Regions from separate parts of the Anas platyrhynchos genome. Here region 2 is linked to region 1. Evidence: chromatin contacts called from public Hi-C data. All regions are on one chromosome and are shown on one strand. The core of a region is the stretch at or near the end of the contact, and the rest is flanking DNA. Distances in the headings are between cores, read along the strand shown.

Evidence for each region. A called contact is a pair of places that touch in the nucleus more often than the background predicts.
Region 2: a Hi-C map of small yellow follicle shows a contact between it and region 1, with 3 times the contacts expected there. The contact joins the promoter of CD2AP here to the enhancer-like site in region 1. A contact is called at or near these places in 2 of 8 Hi-C or Micro-C datasets (skeletal muscle and small yellow follicle).

The regions. Positions count from the first base shown.
Region 1 is chr3:114,449,457-114,454,717 of IASCAAS_PekinDuck_T2T, forward strand. CD2AP (CD2 associated protein) reads right to left here. Exons shown (of 18, transcript XM_027455325.3): 8 at 4,207-4,298; 9 at 3,365-3,469; 10 at 1,807-1,843; 11 at 1,364-1,423. Among named protein-coding and RNA genes, the nearest start is that of CD2AP, 57 kb to the right of the region's middle. Within about 2 kb of position 2,760, at least 2 of the 8 cell types and tissues checked have an H3K27ac peak or open chromatin away from gene starts, as enhancers often do. A contact at or near this core is called in small yellow follicle, where this site is marked.
Region 2 is chr3:114,505,691-114,510,951 of IASCAAS_PekinDuck_T2T, forward strand. It overlaps CD2AP (CD2 associated protein), which reads right to left and starts at 3,252. Exons shown (of 18, transcript XM_027455325.3): 1 at 3,056-3,252. The coding sequence starts at 3,059. LOC140002044 (a long non-coding RNA gene) reads left to right here and starts at 3,465. Exons shown (of 3, transcript XR_011807901.1): 1 at 3,465-3,898; 2 at 3,976-4,104; 3 at 4,381-5,261.

The DNA of each region.
Region 1 (5,261 bases), core at 1,510-4,009:
AGAGGGCTTTTGTTTTAAATACTGCCTGTATACGACTAACTCCCTTTGGAAAAGTTCTGCAATCCTTGTGTGTCATATGCCCAACAGTAAAATGGAGAAATCCTGATTTTCTTTCCCAAGAATACTCTGAAAAACGGGTCATAGAGGTTTCAACAAAAAAAGCATCATCCAAAAGAGAATCATATTCTTGATTTGAGACCTTCGAACATTAGGATATGCAAACAAAACAAAACCAATACTATGGCAGGCTCTCTTAGTACAGTTACTAGGCAGTCCTTTGCTGTCTCTCAGTACAGTGTTACAAAATTAATAAAGCTCTGAAGTAGCAGGACAGTACATAATTTTGCCGCTTGGTGGTGCTGACTCTCCTGTGTAAAACACCCTGTTCGTGAGGCTCACTTCTGTCTACTGATCCTATATAAAAGGCTTAAATTCCTAAATGCCTAGTGGCAGTATTACTGGAGATCAGTTCTTTACATTTTAGAGGAGAAAGAATTCAAGAATTATGCATTATTACTTGTAAGAACATGCAAGTTCATAAGAAGGACAAAAAATGCTGCCATCGAATTATATTACTGAATTATCATCAGTCAGGTTTCACTTTAGTTGCTCCAACTCAAATCTGAATATAAAAACTGTCCAGAGTTAAGTGGATGAAGGTAATACTCAAAGCCAAGATTCCTTATGAGCACAGAAATCAGTCAATTTTGCTGTAAAAATGGCATGCCACTTTTTCGTCTTTTATTATACAATGAAATAAGGGTTGACTAAAGATAAGTACTTAGTAATCATAATAAAAATACCAGTCTTAGCCATTGATATTGGACAAAATTACTACATGATACCAAAAAGCACCCTTTACTGTAAATACAGAAATATTTGATCAGTCAATTTTTGATTACAATTAAAGGCAAGATTAATATGCATTAAAAATATATGGTTGGATAGGTTTAGATTAGAGCTGCTCAATTATTGAATTAAAAAATAATTATATTAAAACTTCTTACTTAATCAGTTTGATTGCTATTATCAATATGGTTATTTTTCACCAGTGAAACACTGCACTGATAGACGGACATTTTTTCTAGTAAAACGCTACTGCTATCTAAAAAAATAACTGTTAAGGCCAGAAGAGACCGCATATAATTAATTATTCAGCCTAGCCTTCAACAGAATACAAGAGAATGTTTTCCTGCATCATTTCTTCTACCACAGAGAAGGACTGTTCTTTATCACACAAAGTTTTCAGAAGCTTTCATGTTCCTAAGCATGCTACCTATTACACAGAGCAGATAAACTAAAACTTATTACCTTACTTTTAGGAATATATCCTGAAATTCACTATAAAGTAAACGGGTCTCACCTTTTTCTTCAGTCCTCAAAGGGAATTTCTTCTCTCCAGCTGGCAATTCAGGTTTAGGAGCTGTGTGTAAAACCAAATCATAGGTATTTCTGAAAGAGCTTTAATTATCTTAGTCACTATCTAAAAATATGATACACACCAATTTGTGTTCGTATTTTTTTTCCCTTTGCAAGGAGTGTAATGCCATTTATAAACATTCATTTCAGCCCAGCAAACTGTAGGCTCGTATTAAGATGTCTGAAGTAGTCTCCATCGTAATTTGGGAAAATATATAGCAGCAGCAAAATACATAAGGCATAAAAAGGTAACCTCTAACTAAGGGCAGCTGCATTACTAGGAAATACAAAGCTACTTCTGAATTTATTTAATTTTTTTGAAGACATGCACTGTTTCTGAAGTTCAATACTTCCTCAGACACCTATCAGCAGGCATATTTTACGTACCTGGACCTTTAACTGGAGGAGGAGGTTTCTTTGGCTTCTGTAAAATAAGTACATAAACAAAACAGATTATCAAAACACAGAAACACATTTGCTTTCTGTTTTGCATACGGTAGTGTCCATCTTATTCACAGCTCTTTTCAAAGCATTTCATAAATGGCAATCCCAGACAGGAAGCAAAGACATAGAACTGGAAAAATTCATCTGGTATTTCCCAGCCAACCTGCTAAAAAAAATGTGAACAAAATGCACAGTTTCTTCAAATCTCAGATCAGCATTTCAGCAGCAAGAGTACACAGAAGAGGTGCAAAAAAAAATTAAGAATTACTTCTTATCTAGTCCAAGGAATTGCTCCAGTCACACCCGTTTTAATTTCAGTAAGTAAACCCCAATCTTTGTTAGTACAACGGAAGTATCAAAAAGTAATCAGGTAAATTTTAAAATCAAAAAAGGTCACTTTCACTGAACAAGAGTTCTAAACTAAATATCATGAAAACTATTTAATTACGCAACAAGCACTTCATTTATATGAAAAACACTCGTCTGAGCTTCTTCGTCTTATACTGGAGAAAGATGCGTGAACTACTCCAGCCATTAAAAACTTGCAAAATATTAAGGTGTCACAGTTTGTATGTTGACAATAACCCTACTGTACTAGGCAGCCACTTATTGTTTTCCTTGATCTGTTAAAAATAAGTTTGAATTTCCCCCATCACAGGGTACGGCTTACCTCAAGGGACACATCTCAAACCACCTCACCTCCAGAGTCCAGCTAATGAAAATGCTCTAGAACACCCATCTAACGTGGTTGCACCAAGGACAATGCTCACTGATAAAACGGTCACAAAAGTCTACTAACCCTCAGATGTTTATAAAAACATTGCTGAAGTTGTATGGGCTCAGTCCAATGCACTCCCACTAAAGTACATGTGTTAACTTGACCATCTTTGGTACACACACTTGTCAGAACCAAAACATCATACTAATCTTGACAAAACATGGACTAAGAATTACAAGAACAAGGAGTACCACATAAAAATACGGATTTCTTTAAGTCAACACAAGAGATAATGGAGGAAAAAAAAAAGAAAAAAAAAAACTATTTCTAAATCCCATCCAAAGATTATACGCTGCAACCTACTGGCAGGTCATAACACAGAAAAATCCCAGTGAGTCCCCCAGGGGTTATTCAGTATTTTGTTCTTATATTTACTTAGAGAACAGAATAAAACAGAACTGACTGGTTGCTTCCTTTCAAAACATTTAGGGTTTAATTCAATCATCAGTTACACATATCACCACAGTATCAGAACTATATGTTTTTCTATATGACCTAATCAGCCTCTTTAATTACAGTTAATCTGAAAAGGCAGGTTTCAATTAAATATTTAAAAATAAGTTTAACCTTTAGACCTTCTTGGTTATAGCTACCTCGAGACAGAGTTAAAAGCTGACACAATTGTATTAATATTTGAAGCAGCAGTATGTGCTGAAGTCTTTTATTCCTTGCATTTCTGTCAATTCGTTTTTGTGACACTAGATGAAATATATAGGAACTTACAGGGAAGTCTTTATCATGTTCGTGTATTTGAACAGCAAAATTATCAGGGAAGACTCCTTCTTTACCATTGAGTTCTCCTCTCCACCAGCCTGGCTCTCCAGTATCCTAAAACAAACAATAGGATATTTCGATCAATCCTTATTTTTCCCAGAACAGATAGATTGAAAGTGCTGTTCCTGTAGCTGTTTCTCACAATATAATTGTTTTTCCAAAATATTGCATTACTTAGAAGAATACTTTAGCTACCTTAGCAAGGGGAAACAGCTAAAGATCAGACTATGTTTGGTCACTTTGTTTTCTAAAATACAGGATATGAAATTATATTTCCTCATTTATACAAGGCTAACATCTGCAAGTGGAAGAAAAGTACGTAAAACCAGCTATGATTCAATGCACAATATTTAACGTTCTCAACTTCCTCCACTAGATTTAATGTTCTCAACTTCCTCCACTAGAAACACATTCAGTAAATACTTTCTGTAGTTGGAATAACACACAATTCTACTACATAAAAGTGATTCTGATGCAACTGATCAGGCTCACTAGTCTGAAAAGCATGAAGAAAGAAGACAGAATACACTTCTGAGGAAAAAATAACCAAGTTAAGACATAAGGGGAAAAAAACAAATTATTAATTCTGTGACATAGAAATCCATCACATGATCTAACTAGATAGAAACTTTAGTTTGTTTATAACAGAAGTATGTGTGTTAACATCTGAAATTATTTAAATATTTTAGCAAATACTTTATTCAACCTAATAAACTCTCCTGTCTATATTCTACTTACGTGTGCATAACTTACAAAAGTTACAAGTTGTTAAAGTGGACTGAACATCTTACCTTAGTGATAATTTGAATAATCTCGCCTTCTTTAAAACTCAGTTCGTCATTTGTGCCTTCATAGGAAAATAATGTCCTGCAATATTCCTTGGCTGGAACAACACAGCATAATTACTACATTTGCATACCACGGGTAGTAAAATTCATAAAAGCTTACTTGTGCTATCCAAAAGGAGAGCTCAGAAATTAATACTGTAATCACCCTTCCCTTCCAGACCAGCCATCTGATGCTGCTCTACAAAGTGTTCACTGTGTCATTCACATCATGAGCAAATCAAGTTCGTAGCAATATTTACAGAGAACGGGAGATAAATCCTCATGGAGTCAGGGGGATAATGCCCTAAAATATTTTTATCCAACAGACCGCTCACTTAAAATTGTAACGGCTTATCTGACATATCTAATCCCCACTGCCTTCAGTTCTGCTGCTTTAGACGAAAGACTGATTCATGATTTTTATTGCAAGTTTATATGAGATTTTTATAATAAGCCTAATTAAATATACATAATTGTTTCATGGTGACTTAAAATTACAGGAACTTCAAATACCCAAGCAGCACATTTGCTGAAATTCTGCAATGAGAACAAGTAATTGAAGCAAAGGAAATCCTTGGATATAACCACTTGAAACCACAGCTCAACTGAATGACTAAACTGACAGTCACAGCCCCTTTTGTAAAAGCAGAAAGAATAATTCCTGTCTTTCTACTTGGTATAGGGCAATAAGAATACCATCATGCGGCCACAACATACCAGGACTTGGACAACACACACAGGTGAGCAGCAGCATACACCCCTGCTTAGGCGGCAGCACAACCCTAAGCCATCTCCTGCACACAGCCCGATTCTGTAACAAGGCACGCATTTCCTTGCTGCTGGGAGAGTCGGCCAGCACCACTGTACTACGCAAACCTTTGCTTCTTTCCTTCTCCATGCACTTCTCCTCCTGCCCTGGATACACACCAAGTCCCACAGCACACAAAAACCATGTCAGGAAGGACTTTCCTCTGCAGCAGCTGCACAGAAGGCAGGAGGCAGCAAGTGCTGAAACCCTG
Region 2 (5,261 bases), core at 2,002-4,501, 57 kb after region 1:
GAAGTGCACCAAATTCAGATATATTAACTCTTGGGAACCACAAATCTGTCAGCACTGATTTTTGCCAATGAAGTAAAGGAAAAAAAGGGTAAAACTGCATGTAGCAAAAGTCCATGAAATTTCAATGTATCACTGCGGTAGAGTATCAACTGTTGCTACAATATTTCATTCTTAGTTGTGAAGAGATACAAAAATTATTTGTACACCGCAAATTCAGCTCAATCTTCTTGATAATGCCCAAGTTATATAATCGTCTCATTTCTCAACTATAATTAGGAAAATTAGCTGCTATCCAGCCATAGAAATAAACAGGAAAGATGTCATAATGCAACTCTGCCTCCCTCTAAATGGTTGTCAACCCCGGGTGGCAAACAGACGATTCAATCAATAAAAAGATCTTTCCTCAGAACATCTGAACATTTTTCCCTTAGATTCATCTACTTTTCGTCTATTTGTAGAACCACATATCGAATCCCCATGATTAATGTAGTACAGAAGGCAAAAAATTATAATGACAGAGTAATCACATAACAGGGCATCATCAGTGGCTTTACACAGTCTGTGTTTGTCCACCAATAACTTCCTCCTCCTTGCCATCGTTCACATGCTCCTGCAACATTCATTTCCAACATTATAAGAACATAAAAGTCCCTGTTTCAAGGCACTTGGTATTACTGTTCTTCCACTTTTGGTTTCCTCCGAATCATATTCCCCCTCTGGTACTTCCCCACGAATCTTAGAAAACCATGCATTTGTCAAATACCTCCATGATTTCCTCCAAGGCATCCCTGACATACAAAACCTCCTTCAGAGGCTGGCATAAAAGACAAACAATCTCTTATCAAGAGCCAGCTCTACCATGACGTCAGTAATAAAGTAATTAAATAATGGCTTCTCAGAATAAACGCAAAGCCATCACTAAATATAGCTAGCGTAGTGCCAACTAAAGTTAGGTCTTTTTTCACTCTCATTTTTGGAGATGTTTTAATGTATACTCTTCCCCATTTTTCAGTCAGAAGAATGTAAGGCTTGAGATTTTGAATAAAAGGATTAGACCTTGAGAGAAAACCTATTTAAAAGGCTCTGGGATCCTGCTATAATCATTTGCAGACATTTGCCAGCGTTCTGGCAGAAGCACTTCTAACGTAATTGCACAGGCACACAAATTGTTATGGTTATAATAACCCACGCAGTAACAATACTTGACACAGTTTATGGACCCACTCAATTCAGCCACCTATGGAGCAGTAATAACGTGCTTGCTACTGTAATCAGAAAAGACAGAGAGAGAAGACATACGTAAGGAAGAGTAAAGAAAAAAAAAATTACATCAACCAAGGTTGTACAGTGATCAAAGTCAGCCTGAAAACCAGACCAAGACCTTTATTAAAAGTCTTGGACAATATTCCCAACTGCACACTAATACTTTTAATAATTCGGACCTACTCTATGGAAACCCCCAGATATTTCACATCGCAACATTACACAGGGCTCAAAACGTTTAATTAGCATACTAAACCTTTGCATTATAGGCAGTGCCAGCGCTGTCTACCGCAATGACCGATGTAAACACTTCTTGCAAGTATGACAATGCAGCTCAGAAAGTACAAAATAATAACTCCTACCTATTCTGAACCATGAAAAAGTGATTTATTAAAGCTCTGCTTATGTCAGAGCCTGCAATAACAATCTCATTTTATATTTTCAGACCTCATTTTAAGCATGCTTTCAATACAAATTACTTTGCAATAGAAAATAAATGAAATCACTTCCTTATAATCCCAAGAAACACAAGTCAGGAGAAGCGCGTATCGCTTCACTAACCACACATTTGATTCACACGCCATGCACTTCTTCCCCTCTATTTATACACAAGGAGGAGGAAGAAAAGCTAGGCAAAAACAGCTTTGCTTCCACTTAAAAAAGCTTAAACCGTGCTCGTCAATGTGGCAGACTTGCACGCAGCAGCCGACGTACACACACGCCTCCGGCACAAAACAAGCAAGCTACCACCGTGCACAACCCCACAAGAACATTCAGCGGCTAAAATCGTACAGGGCAGTGCAGTGAGCAATTAATGTCATATAAATGAGGGTAACCGAGACAGAGACGATACACAATGGAAATTGGGGGGTGTTGGAATAAAAATATAGGAGCCTGATGAGCAGCATTTAAAACACCCCTTCATTTGTCCCTGTGCAAACACTGTTAAGTTATGGGTTCGGCCGAGCGCAGCCGATTGTTTCCAGCACAAACCTGATCTGGCACATTATAAAAATACAGCTATCTCAAGCAGCTGCACCTTTGTTGTTTTTTTTTTAACGAACACCTTGGTGGAAAAATGGGTGAAGCTGAAACCTAGCTGGGGGGGGAAAACAGAACAACAAAACCCTACCACCTCGGAGCGGCTGGGTTTGACCAGAGCCGCTTTTACTCTTCTCCTGCTTCCTCCACCGAGCAGCCGGTGGCAATGCGGGACTCTGTGGCTCCACAGCCCCCATTTCCCTCAGGAAACCCCATTTCCCTCATGATTTCCCCAGGGACCCCGTTCCCCTCAGAGTCCTCCTGAGGAACCCGCCAGGACCACAGGCTCCCCTCAGGGCCCCTCCGCTCCCCTCAGAGACCTCCCATTCCCCTCAGGACCCCCTGTTCCCCTCAGATCCCCCCCAAAACCCCCCAGCTCCCCTCAGAGCCCCCCCGTACCCCAGACTCCCCTCAGGACCCCCCCGTTCCCCTCAGAGCCCCCCAGAGACGCCTCAAGACACCCCCGTTCCCTCAGGACCCACCTAGGACCACTCAGGACCCCTCTACTCCCCTCACAGCCCCCCCAGGACTCCCTCAGAGCCCCCCCCGAGCCCAAAAGCCGCTCCTTCTCCCACCTGCCGCCGACCCAGCCCCACACAAACCCACCTCTCCGCCGGCTCGCCCCGACACGTTTGCACCTCACCCATCTCCAGCGAGCTCCTCTCCCCTTTATTTGGGGTTGTAAATCCCAAAACCTCCCCAGACGAATCGTGTGTCCCCCCCCCCCCTTTACCCGCTCAGCCTCGCTCACCCATGCTGCGCCCGCCCGCCCGCCCAGCGGGGCTCGGCGGCTGCGGGTCCCGCCGTACTCGCTCAAACCGGGCACGGCGGCTCCATGCGGGCCGCTGAGGGCGCTGTGGGGCTGCTTCGGGGCCGGGGGGGGCGAATCAGACCCGTCCCGTCCCGTCCCGTCCCGTCCCGTCGCCGCCTTCCCCCCCCCCCTTTCCCCGCTGCCCGCCTCAGGCGAGCTCCGCCACAGGCGGCACCGCCCCCCCCCCTCACCCTCTCCCACCCGCGGCGGGAGGGAGGGGGGGCGCCAAATCTCGCGAGATCTCCTCCCCACGCTTGCTGCGGTTGCCAGGCAGGGTGACGTCACCGCCGCCCTCCCCGCTGTTGCCAGGCAGGGTGACGTCACCGCCGCCCTCCCCTCCACACAGACTCTCCCCCCGCCCCCCTCGCCTCAGTTCTTACCCCAAAAAACAGCGGTTTTGGGCAACCCACACGCACAGCGAGGGGCAGGCTGTGGGGTCGTAGGGCTGAGGTCTTTCCTCCAAGCCCCCTGGGGGTACACCCGCTCCCATCCCAGGCTGCTCCTCACTTTTTGGGGGTGAAAGTCCCCTTTCTTAGCTTGGAGCGTGTGTGGGATTGGGCATTGGTTTGCAGTGGTTTAGGGCGGTTTGTTTTTAGTAAGATGATTTTGTAGAAAGGAGGGAAGAAGATGTATTTCTAGAAAGAAGCATTCACGACGGCATCAGGCTGCCACTGTTTAGGGTTTTTTTGCGGGAAGTGCAGGAAGGGTGAAAACGACTACTTAGAGCTAAGCCGATTTAAAGAAAAACCAGTGACCCCAAGGCCAAAAGGACAAGTAAACACGGTGTGGTTTTGGTGAAAATCAGGGAGTAGAACACAGCAGGGCTCCGAAATTGATATTCTCCATCTTCCCTGCCACAGACATCCTTGTGTGAATGGCTCGAGAGCCCTTGGAGCCAAGCTGGTGCCAAAATTAGCCTAAAAAGAATGCCAAGTATTTCCAGGAGTCAGCCCTTGCTTAGCATCTTCCTCGGGGCATAGAAGCAGAAAGTGAGTCAGATGAGTACTGAAGCACAATGTGGAGTATACGGGTGTAAACAAGCCTGTAGCATATCATAGTAGGATGTCTGATCTCCTTCACCCTATTTTGATGCAGACTGTGCTTCCATTTCTTCCAACGGCAGAAATGGAAATGTACAAGTCATTGTGAGATTTTCCCTGAAGAAGTTGCAGTGTTGTCATCCTTAGAGTTTGAAGTCAATTCCAACAAAAATTTAGAAAATAACTTTCATGGTGGCGAATTATCCTCATCTCTCTTCTCTTTAGGTGGACGTTTGTTTTTCACTTCTGAAGAACTACATGCTAAATAAGGATAAAGGACAAGATGAATTGTAAATTTGATCCCATATTTGATCCCATCTCTAACTTTTTCAGACCTGCCTCAAGGCTTGGTGTGACTGTACAAGAGGTGATAAATAAAATATTTGCAATGTGCACTTCTGCAGAGAGTTGAAGAAGTGCTGTGTAACCTTCTTTCTGGAAGCACTTTCCAAATAATTTAAGGGTCACTTTTTCCTTTGGATCACCCTGAAAACTCTTAGCTGCCTGAGTACAAAACTGAATTTTACTCAGAGCCCAGCTACTCTGACCATACTTCACCAGCATCTAGCCAGCCCTGTGTTTCCAGACTGTCTCCTTTCCAGTAGCACTGAGAAGGAAATGGGATGGCTGCTGAAGGAACTGCTGTGGTTGCTGAGCCCAAAAGTCTCCTTTTCTGCCCAATCCACCAATGCCTGGTGCAGTTTTCTATTTCACCAGTGCCTACAGCTGGCCCTTCGCACGTGTCTGGTCATGCTTCGCTGAGTTTGTCAACACTTCATAGCTGTGAGTTTTTCAAAAAAAAAGTTTTTACATGTCTGCTCACGTGTAACTTAAAGCAGCATTAGGAGCCTATATTTAGTGTTCCTATGTGAGTTGGCAATTATGGTACATATGAGGAAAATACATCTGTGCTAAGCTAGTAACTGCTATCACGGTTCAACTGTTAAGCAGTATTTATTTATCAATCATTACACCCTAATTCACCTACGCTGAATTTCTTTCCTCACTTTCCACTTTTACAAAGGCTGAAAACAGATAATTAGCCATTTTCACATGGATATTATGAAATGATTGGTATTTATGCTGTCAGTCTTGGTGTTAAATTG